4 separate regions of the Mus musculus genome follow, and all the other regions are linked to region 1. Evidence: chromatin contacts called from public ChIA-PET and HiChIP or PLAC-seq data. All regions are on one chromosome and are shown on one strand. The core of a region is the stretch at or near the end of the contact, and the rest is flanking DNA. Distances in the headings are between cores, read along the strand shown. Region 1 has its middle 29 kb from the start of Ccn6. Region 2 holds the start of Traf3ip2 (TRAF3 interacting protein 2). Region 3 overlaps Fyn (Fyn proto-oncogene). Region 4 overlaps Fyn (Fyn proto-oncogene).

The links. ChIA-PET counts read pairs in DNA pulled down with a chosen protein or histone mark. HiChIP or PLAC-seq counts read pairs in DNA pulled down with a chosen protein or histone mark.
Region 2: an RNA polymerase II ChIA-PET map of effector CD8 T cells shows a contact between it and region 1, with 7 read pairs. The contact joins the promoter of Traf3ip2 here to the enhancer-like site in region 1. A contact is called at or near these places in 7 of 39 promoter capture datasets (the C10 cell line, cranial neural crest, epiblast stem cells and 3 more), 1 of 15 datasets of contacts at CTCF or cohesin (the NIH/3T3 cell line), 1 of 484 Hi-C or Micro-C datasets (bone marrow-derived macrophages), 14 of 115 datasets of contacts at active chromatin or transcription factors (the 230-238 cell line, T-cell acute lymphoblastic leukemia, acute myeloid leukemia and 9 more) and 3 of 9 other capture datasets (adipose tissue, liver and macrophages).
Region 3: a contact with region 1 is called in an H3K27ac HiChIP or PLAC-seq map of regulatory T cells, with 6 times the contacts expected there. The contact joins two enhancer-like sites. A contact is called at or near these places in 1 of 484 Hi-C or Micro-C datasets (bone marrow-derived macrophages) and 10 of 115 datasets of contacts at active chromatin or transcription factors (CD8 T cells, DN3 thymocytes, the SCID.adh cell line and 6 more).
Region 4: a contact with region 1 is called in an RNA polymerase II ChIA-PET map of effector CD8 T cells, with 12 read pairs. The contact joins two enhancer-like sites. A contact is called at or near these places in 2 of 484 Hi-C or Micro-C datasets (liver and nephron progenitors), 5 of 115 datasets of contacts at active chromatin or transcription factors (T-cell acute lymphoblastic leukemia, bone marrow-derived macrophages, effector CD8 T cells and 2 more) and 2 of 9 other capture datasets (adipose tissue and liver).

Annotation. Positions count from the first base shown.
Region 1 is chr10:39,191,625-39,194,152 of GRCm38.p6, reverse strand. No RefSeq gene overlaps it. Among named protein-coding and RNA genes, the nearest start is that of Ccn6, 29 kb to the right of the region's middle. Within about 2 kb of position 1,267, at least 73 of the 459 cell types and tissues checked have an H3K27ac peak or open chromatin away from gene starts, as enhancers often do. A contact at or near this core is called in CD8 T cells, DN3 thymocytes, the SCID.adh cell line and 6 more, where this site is marked.
Region 2 is chr10:39,611,664-39,614,191 of GRCm38.p6, reverse strand. It overlaps Traf3ip2 (TRAF3 interacting protein 2), which reads right to left and starts at 1,258. Exons shown (of 9, transcript NM_134000.3): 1 at 846-1,258. Gm16364 (predicted gene 16364) reads left to right here and starts at 510. Exons shown (of 6, transcript NR_152259.1): 1 at 510-708.
Region 3 is chr10:39,491,089-39,493,616 of GRCm38.p6, reverse strand. All of the region lies in intron 3 of Fyn (Fyn proto-oncogene), which reads right to left. Among named protein-coding and RNA genes, the nearest start is that of Gm40627, 98 kb to the left of the region's middle. Within about 2 kb of position 1,271, at least 23 of the 459 cell types and tissues checked have an H3K27ac peak or open chromatin away from gene starts, as enhancers often do. A contact at or near this core is called in CD8 T cells, DN3 thymocytes, the SCID.adh cell line and 1 more, where this site is marked.
Region 4 is chr10:39,455,114-39,457,641 of GRCm38.p6, reverse strand. It overlaps Fyn (Fyn proto-oncogene), which reads right to left. Exons shown (of 14, transcript NM_001122893.1): 3 at 2,507-2,528. Among named protein-coding and RNA genes, the nearest start is that of Fyn, 87 kb to the right of the region's middle. Within about 2 kb of position 1,266, at least 64 of the 459 cell types and tissues checked have an H3K27ac peak or open chromatin away from gene starts, as enhancers often do. A contact at or near this core is called in effector CD8 T cells, where this site is marked.

The DNA.
Region 1 (2,528 bases), core at 18-2,517:
CCCTCGCTCAGGCCTCAGGACAATAGTGGACACCCAAGAACTCACGACAGACCTGACAGACCGAGCTTGTTGCAAACCACATGAGGCTTTATTCGGGAAAGCCAGAGCTCTGGGGACGACTCATATCCCACGCAGGGGTAGAGGAGTCGAGGGGAAAGAATTCCCAGTTTTTATAGGCCCTCAGGGGGGAAAGGAGAAGGGGGAGATTAGGGGATTTCCAGATCTAAACAATGTCTATTTTCAAGAAATGGGTATGGGAGGGGTACAAGGAAAGAGTCTAATGAAGGTGCAGCAATGGGCACACACCTGGTCAGAACATTGGCAGACACACAGGTTCAAGGAGTGGCCAGATCATTGTGCACCTCTATTTTTCTAAATCAGCGAAGCTAGTTCTGCTAACACTGACGTCTATCTTGCCAATTTCAGGGCTTCTGTGTCCTTTTACATTCTGCCAGGATCTTTCAAAAGCAGGATCTGCCTTTATATCAAGCACCGGGTGTGGGAAGTGGCTTCTTTCATCACATTCTTTCCTCCCGTCTTTTTAATAAAAGCACAGGTAGCTCAGGGCACTTGTGCAAGAAATGCATCCACAGCTGCTCTTACTGCTGAAAAATGCAGAGAGAATGAGATGCAGCTTCTCAGCCCAGAGAGAAAAAAAAGAGTCGCAACTAGCACCTTGGGAGATATTGCCAATTCCCAGCCTCTGAACTCAGACCTCGTCTTTACATGGGTTTCCACTAGTGCCCAAATGACAAGGAGGTGGAATCATTCCTCAGAACCCAATTCATGTCTTTTAGAATTGTGTGCTTGGAGACATCTATGTGAGCTGTGTGCCAATGGACACAGTTCTTTCTGGTATATCATTTGCTTCAGTCTTTTCATAGCAAATGCTTTGTTTAAGAACCCTCCTAGGTACTCCTTCAGGTGGCCTGACAGAAGTGAACCCTAGATAATAACTCAAATCTATTCAATTGTCAGAGTGGGAAAACCAAAGTCCTTCCAGAGTGGAGCTTAGATTGGGTTTATTTCAGTCTAAGCCTGTAGAGTACTGCACCCTCACTGCAAGCAACCATTGTCCCTTATGCATGAAGCACAATGTATTGTACATGGTAGGCATTAACTAAATATATATTTAATGAAACTGAATTTCCTAACACTGTCAGCAAAACTTGCATATTATAGGTGGGGATTTTCAGATACCTTCTTCTGTCTTGCCCAATAGGGCTCTTCAGATCTCTGAGCTTCAACCGCCTAACCACATCCTGTTGTGCTCAGGCGCTCACAGCCAAAGGCTTGCAAAAGCAGTTGATTGTACTGAAGTCTACAGTGATAAGTGATTACCGATGATAACATTCTATAGTTGGCCTCCTGAGTATGAGAGTTATTGCCTCTGATGTTTAGAAGGTAGATGTGAGCTGGAGTCTCTTTCAGGACTGTAGAGAGGAACATATCCCCTAGGTAGCATTCCTCAAAAATGGATCAATTCAAAATGGCCTCTCATTTTGAGTCAAGATATTTGATACCTAAGAGTATTCCTACTAGAAGGACACAGTATGGACAGAAAATTAAGCTTAGGTGGTAAAATACTTGCCTAGCATGTACGAAGGAAGTCCTGGGCTTGATCCCTAGCACCAAATAAAACCTGGTGTGGTATCACATACCTCAGATCCCGGTATAGGAAGGATCAGGAGTTCAAGGTCATCCCAATTACATAGGAAGTACAAGGCCAGCCTGAGCTACCTGAGAGCCTGTCTCAAAACTAACAAAGTATGATAATTAGTTCTATTATCAACTTGTCACAATTTAGAATCACCAGAGAAGAGACTGAGCAGGGGATTATCTACATCAGTTTGGCTTGTTACAGTATAATTGAACCTGTTTCTAGTTAGGGTGTGACTCGCCTTAAGCACACCTCTTTATTCCCTCTGGCCAGAATACAGACACAACATTGGTACTCACCTTTAATCCCAAACAATGAAGGTAAAGTTATTTTGTAGACGGAAGCAGCCATGTTTGAAAGTGATGTCTAATTGAGTAGCAGACAAAGTGACAAAAATCAGAGAAAGATCTGACAGAATAGGATATGTCCAACTCTCCTGAGGAGAGGAAAGGAAAACTACTCAAGGAAGAGACAGACAGCATAGGAAGAAGAGAGTACAATACAGGATACAGTAGAGTTCCTGGAGAGGAGGACAATTGAGTTGAGAGGGAGAGTGGAGCAGCACAGAGAAGGAGAAGGAGGCAGTTTTACCAGGAGAGTTTTACAGAGACAGATGGAAGAGAGAACAAGCTAGACACAGGCAGACAGAACAAGCAAGAGAATGAGAAGGAGCCAGAAGATTAGAAGAGATTGTGAGAGTTAGTTGAGGCCAAGCAGAACAATTCAGAGGCTGAGAGAAAAACCAGATTGAATAAGTCAGGTGGGAGAGGAGTTCTCACCAGAGCAGCTGAGTCAAATCAGCCAGAGTTCAGAGAGAACAAAAGAGGGAAGGTGAGTTTATTTAGCAGTAAGTCTCAAAGACTGAAAA
Region 2 (2,528 bases), core at 9-2,508, 420 kb before region 1:
GAAATCCAGGCATCTGGGAGCCAAAGAGAATTGCCTAAGAGATGCACCCACACCAAAGTGGAGGGAGAACTTGGAAGCACGTTTTCTGCTTTTTTCAATTACTAATTTGGTTTCTTTCCACGACACCCTTAGAAAAAGTCTCTAGTCTAAGAGGCCACTGTGAACTAGGAAGTCACAGAGAAGGCAGCTTCCAAGATCCAGTGTTTCTTCTCTGGCCTCCCCAGCACCATCCAGACCCAGCAAACCACTGGCTAAAGGAAATGGAGGCCTGGGGGGGGGGGGAATGTGGGGGGGGGGCGGCGAGCACTTTCTGACCCAAGAATGTGAGGCTGGTATTTTCCCCCAGCATAAAATAGAGAAAAACTGGGAGTTGGCCTTCCCGCAGTCCCTGACGTGTCTTGGGCTGAAAGCCAAGTACTTAATCCTTTCTACCATGGCTCCCTCCTTGGAGAAACAGTTTTGATTCGTTTTTAAAGACAGGTTCTTGCTACGTCACCCAGGCTGGCCCTGAACTCACTGCGTACTTTGATTTCTTGATGGCTGACTATGAGTACTGAAAACTCCAACCCGGCAGCGTGTAGTGCTGTGTGCCTCTCCTTATAGAGTTAAACTCAGCCAGGCCTGCCCGAGAGAAACCCTAAACTGGCGCCACATTCCTGCTGGAACTCTGTCACAGTCTCAGCTCAAACTGGCCTCCAGATGGACAAGGTAAAGGTGGGGGCATGAGGGCGGAGGGCGGAGGGAAGTGAGATCAGGACCTTGTGGCAACAGAGAAGCCAGTGGACTGGAAAGCCGGCCAGTGGTTAAAGAGGTCAGAGCAGCCAGGCACCAGTGAGTTCACTTACCTAAGATCGCCACCGACAGACGGCCCAGGGGGTGGTCGCTGGCTCTGCTCACGGGGATCCACCTTGGGCCGCTCAGACCTCCCTCGCCCTCTCCAGTCCCAGGTAAGTGGTGGAGCAGGCTCTCGAGCAGGAAGTGGATGCTGTATGCAAATCTCTACGGAGAGGAAGCCTCTGCTCAGCCTCTCCCCGTGGGGCAGTGAATCAACCGCCAAGAAGTCACTTTATTTCTTAAAACAGAAACCTCTTGCGTTCACCAGAGAGAACCAGCAACCAATTAGGCTGCATCCTGCTTTTACCACCCAGATAAGAAACTGTGAGGAATGCCCCGGGCTTCTGGGTTACTGCAGCGCCTGAGAAGGTGTCTCCCGGAGACAGAACTTGCGGTCTTCACACTGCTTATTCTTGAGCAGCTTCAAACGAGCCTGGGCCTGATAATGGGAGGGAATATGAAGCAAGAACTTTTAACTGTGTTTTTTAACTCACCAAAACAGATTTGCTGCCTGTAACTATGGGGCAAAGGATTCACTGCCTACAGCCCTGTGCAGGACTGTATCACACACACACACACACACACACACACACACACACACACACACACACCTCTGACTTCTCATTTCACAATCTTTTGATTTGGGTTTTTGTTTGTTTTGCTTTTTTGTTTGTTTTTGTTTTCGAGACAGGGTTTCTCTGTGTAGCCCTGGCTGTCCTGGAACTCACTCTCTAGATCAGGCTGGCCTCGAACTCAGAAATCCCCCTGCCTCTGCCTCCTAACGCTGGGATTAAAGGCATGTGCCACCACTGCCTGGCTCTCATTTCACAATCTTAAGTTTATTTCTTTCTTTTCCCTTTGTTTATTCAGTACACTACAGAATTTATTGCACAGACAGGGATCCTGGAGGCAGAACAATGGCACCATGCTATGTGTGGGTAATATAAATCCAGGTTATTTCTAAAGCACTGGAGGGTGATGGGAGCCAGTCCGGGTGTGAACTCTCAGGCCACCAGCCAGCACTGATCGCAGCCACTGAACTTCCCCCCTCTACCATAGAAAGTGTCTCAGACTGAGCCAGTCCAGTCTCTCCACTCTTGCATAGGGAACATTGCCCAAAATGTCCTCAATCAGATTGCCCCAGGTCTGCCTAAGTATTACACTTAAAGTTGTACCACACATTATAAACAAAGGGAATGTGGCTTGTTTTTAAAACTTTATAATAAAGTGGTACACATTGTGGTGTGTTCTTACAATGAAGTACTACTTAGCTGTTAAAACAATGAAAATTTGTATTCATTTGTATTATTTGTACAAACATGGGAAGGTGGCTTTGAGAAATTATTTAATAAAACATTATTCTTGACAATATATATATATATATGTAGTGACAGAGAGAGAGAGGTGTCCCCAGCATGTAGGACACTGCTTATGACATTGTAGGCAGTCACTGTATACCTGTTGGATCATCACGTCAGAAATGGCTGTAGCTGAGCCTGGTAACACAGGCCTGATAGTCCCATATTTATTAGCTCAGCCTTGAACTTTCTGCCTCGAACATTATTATTAGATCTTAGGGGTTGGGGGAAAACAACACTCCTTGTGGAGTGGCTGAAACGAGGGTAATTGGGGAGGGGCAGCTGTCAGCATTGAAAGGAGAACAGGAAAGGAAGGCATGGAAGGGGTGGTAGAGG
Region 3 (2,528 bases), core at 22-2,521, 300 kb before region 1:
GGCTCAGACACCCCCACAGAGCAGTGTGCTGCTGAAGCCAACCAGTCCCTAGACGCTGTGGACAAGCCACCATAACCAGTCATCTGAACAAGGCCAGCTTGGCCTTCCTTACCTACGCTGTACTGACGGGAAGGGGTAAGTGACAGAGGATACCCCAGTTCAGCTAGAATCTGGAAACCTGCAAAGCTGACCAGGCTGTGTGGCAGAGCAGTCAGGGAGACTGATGCTTAGCAGAAGCTTGCGGGCTATGTCCTCAAGGTGAGCTTGTCAGGATGGTACAAGCTCTGTGGCTGAGAGATTGGGGATGGCTCCTAAGACACAGGTTCCATTTTTCTCTTCAGTTAGGTGCTGAACCATGCCTGAAAGACTGATGACTTCTGGGTGGAAGCCAAGAACTAAACAGAAGGAAATCAAAATAGAGAACTGAAAACCTATTTGGGCACTTGAAGAGATTTTTCTCTTTTTGAGTCTGGCTACTTTCTTTTGCTTGTTAAATGAAAAAGCTTTGACTATATAACTTTCAGTCCTCACATTTTTCTGTAAATTAAAGGATCTGAGTGGATCAGGGACCGGGAGCGGGGTGAGTGTTGGTTACTGCTGGGGCTAAAGGATTAGGCTGGTGACACACTGAGTTGTAGTGACCACATGGATAGCCACTCAGAACAAGTGAGCCACATCAAGGGCACACAGCACATAACCCTCCTGAGGCCAGTGAAGAGGACACACAGGACAACAGGCCCACAACACACCTGCTGAAGGGACACATGTACCCAGGACCTATGTGTCCTGCATCTGGGTTAGAACTTACCCGAGGACGAAGGTGATAATGGAAGGATACAATGACAATATACAATGACAATACATAACTAGCAACCAAGGCTCTGGGCTCAACATAGGAGATGTCATCCACTAAGGGTGTGAAGTGATTGGAAAACGGCCAGTGAAACAATCACAGAAGACATGAACTAACAGAGTCAGGAAAAAAATCTCCAAACGTATGCTACTCCTGGCCAAGGACTTCCTCTGTTAGACATTATCCTAAGAACAAAAATGTATATAAAGACTCAACAACATTCATTTCAGTGCAATCAGTGATAATGAAAAACTGGGAATAATCTAGGCACTCACCCACAGGAACTTAAGAAAACATATCAAACAGACTCCTATGAGGTGATTACAATGACAGCGTGGCAGACTAGCTGGATGTTCATGCCATGTTCAAGGAAAATGAAAGTTACAAAACCACCAGCCGAATGACGATGGCTGGCTCTCCTTCTAGCCCTCTAACCCAGCCACTCCGGAAATGACAGCTGGGGATGCATCCCTGCTGTATGGGGGATACATTGTAAGTATTTTATCAGATTTGCCTCGGCTCCCACAATCCTCTCTCCTTTGTACACCCTTTGTCTTGCTGTTCTTTGAATGCACACTCCTTGACTCAGTCCCTGCCAACGCAAGCTCTGCCTACCTGTGTGTGCCCAGCACCTTAAACTACTTCCACCACAAAGCACTCAGTGGATGGATGTTGTAATCTCATTAGGGTGTGACCTTATACATATGTAGATTAATCAGTGGGTATACCTTCATAGATGCAAACATGCCTATAATCCCAAGGAAGTGAGGCTGCCTGGCAGCAAACCTAACTCTACCAGAGGACCAGAAATATAGCTCAATGACAGAACATTGGCCTAGTCTGAGGCCCCGGGTTCAATTCCCAGTTACACACACACACACACACACACACACTGAACATGTACAAGAGAGAAGGGGATGACTAGGAAGACATGAATACACCAATACTGACTTCTGTGCTTGAGAGTGTATGTGTGCATGCACATACAAACACACACAAATGTGAGTACATACCCCCCACATATATACACAAAGGAAGGGGTGCAGGAAGATCACAGTATTGAAGATATGAAATTCTGAATTTGTTTTTTCCCTTCTACATTCATCTCCATAACAATAATACTTAAAGGATTTATTTTTATCTATATGCATATGTATATCTGTGTGCATGTCTGTGTCTGCTGTGTGTGCTCAGATGCCTTCAGAGGCCAGGAGAGGGCATCAGATCCCCTGGAGTAGAGATGGCAGGTAGTTATGAGCTGCCTGACATAGGTGTTGGGAACTCACTGTGGGTCCTCTGCAAGAGCAGCAAGCACTCTGAACCACTGAGCCATCTCTCCAGCTCCCATTAATGCTTTCTCTTGAGGCAACACTGATAAGGTTTTCCCTCATTTAGTTTTTAGAGTGTACGCATGTGCTAAGAAAATGCTGTCACAGCTGGCTTAAGACCAGACATCATAAAGAGAGGTCATAGAAGCCTTTGGTTTCATGTCCTTCCTCCTTCAGAGGAGGGGGGGATGAGACTCAGCATGGGTGTGTATGTGTATGTGTATGTGTACGTGTGTGTATGTGTGGGGGCTGAGGGGTCTGAGGCTCAGCATCGGTCTATGTGTGTGTGGAGAGGGTTGTCTGGTGGCTTCTACAGCTGAACATGAATTTGTCCAGTGGGATTTCCT
Region 4 (2,528 bases), core at 17-2,516, 260 kb before region 1:
TTATTCCTCATTGCATTTATCTTTCACGATGATATGGCCTAAAGGAGAGGGAGAATCTTGGCCATCTCAAAATATTCACAAGCTGTAGCTTTAAGAGTCTTACATTTCTTGAGTCATAACGAGGAATGAGAATCTGGGAAACGCTTGCGCCTCAGAGATTCGTCCACAGCAGTCTGCCCACGGCCTCAGCTGAGAGTGCCAAGACTGTTTCACCCGGACGGGGAAGGTGGATTTGCTACGCTGCCCTCCTTTCTCCATTCTCAGAAGCCCACAAAACAGACCACCTGCATGACCCATCAGTGGGCTCAGTCCTGAGAGTGATGGGTGGGACGGAGTTTAGGGCTAGGTGTCTACTAACATCTACACAGCAAGGCATTCCAGCCAGATCCTGACAGGCGTAGTGCTTCAGTGCTGGGCAGGTGCACAGGGAGGAACTGTAAGGCAGGAGCCTCTGCTAAGAGCTTCATGGGATGGGGTGTGACATGGACATAACAAGAGGGAAGGAAGACGGGGGGCGGGGGGTTGTTTAGTTCAGAGGACAGGGGGTGACAGAAGGAGGAGATCATCTAAACATGGTAGACAAGTGTGTGGGACACCAACATAACCTATCTAAGATCGGCAGGTGGCGTAGTGGGCACTTAAGCATTTGTCACATTACCTCCGTGTGACAGGCACTGTGGGACTCAGCCTAAGTCCCCATCCCACATGCAGTTCACTCTCCACCATCACACTTTAACAAGCTGAGATAACTGTCTTCTACAACTCACTCTTTCCATCTTTCATTCCCACAGAAGAAAACCCAGTCTCCTTACAGTACAGTTCTGTGGGTTTCCACAAAAGCCCACAGTTGTAGAAATAACACCACGATTAAGATATGGAACAATTTGGTCACTCTTCTCAAACAATTTCCTAGTGTCCCCTAATTGTTTATTATGTTATTTTCTATTAAGACAAACCATCTGGGCTCAGCACAATGAGTCAATGCATGTACACAGTGTCTGACAATCAAATCAGAATGAGCATTCTCACCTCCCAAAAGTAAGTATTGCTACAGGCTTGGGACCGTTATATCCCTAGTTATTTCTGAAATAAATCCTGTATTGTACTAATTAAACTTGCCGAGTGGGCTATTCCCTCCAGTGGCAATGTTAGACCTCCCAGTGAGCTGCCCGGGCAAGTTCCTCTTTATCTCTGAGAAGACTTGAAGCCTCTGGTTAAAATGTTGCTGAAGACACTTTCTGGCTCTTTAGAGATTATTGTAGAGACCTCCTGAGGCCACGTCCATGTCCTTGTCCCACAGATGAGACATGTGGCTTTAATATCAGCACTCTGTACAGCAGCAACAAGGCTGGTTCTCTCCCAAACACAGGTAAGCCAAACTGTTAGTTCAATAATCGATGTCGGCAAAGGCACATAACCACGGCACGTAACCACGGTAAAATCAAAAGGAAGGGTTGGAAATAAAAGCCCATATGAGCCAAACATATCGTGCACCTCGCTCTGTCCCTTCTCACTGACATGAATGAAAATAGTATCAGAACTTAACCAAAAGCTGGAAGGATGTGACCTCACTCGACTGTAACCGTGGCAGGAAGGTAGGCTGAGCTAGCAGTGCTTGTCTGACAGTGGCTTCCTTGGGTTCTAGAAGGAGGCCCAAGTAACAGCCGCTCTCCCTTACCTCCTCCCATGCCCCATCTCCGGGCTCATTATGGAGAAAATGACAGAGAAGCTGCTGTGGTAGCTAGTCACTGGGAAGTGACATGTCCCATTTCTCAAGTCTTCCTGCTGAAAACATGCACCTTCTGAGTGGCTTATCTTCAGAGGCAAATGTCCCCAACAAGGAGTCTGTCGGAAAACATGGCTGCTGTGGAGCACCTACTGTGCACCAGCATGACTCGGCTCACTAAAGGCCTCCGTTTACAGAAGAGCTCGAGACTCTGAGGGTTATTGTAAAGCAACAATGAGTACAGAGATTTAACCTAGGTCCCCTGACTACAGCCTGCCCTCCACACCACCAGCTGTCAGGACAGTTCTCTGCCTCCCAAGCTTCTGCTCCAGCCTGGGGCAGCTTCCAGGAAGAGTTGCTGCTTACTTTTTTTTTTTTTTTTTTCACTTCCCATTCTTCAAGCAGGTAGCTTCTCTCTCTGTCAACATGCAGGCCGTTTGGACTCCTGGCTTTGGAAACACTATCCCTCTCGCCTGTGCATTTGTTGCTCCTGTTACACAGCTGGCTTAGAGCATGAACTAAATTGACAATGGTGACCTGGGCCCTTATTTTGAGCTTCCCCAGATCTAGACTTTTATAAAATCCCATATCACTTAATAACGTTAGTTTTAACAAGAAAAATGGCATATTGTCAGAAAACACCAATTTAGTGACACATTTACTTAAAAACGTTCATTTGAGGTTTAGAGCAGGTTTGAAAGATACCTGGGCAGTGCAGGGCACCTCTCGGTGGCACCATTTTACACTAAATGTGTTAGAAATAAATGGAACAACACTTACCCAAATTTCCACCAACTATCAC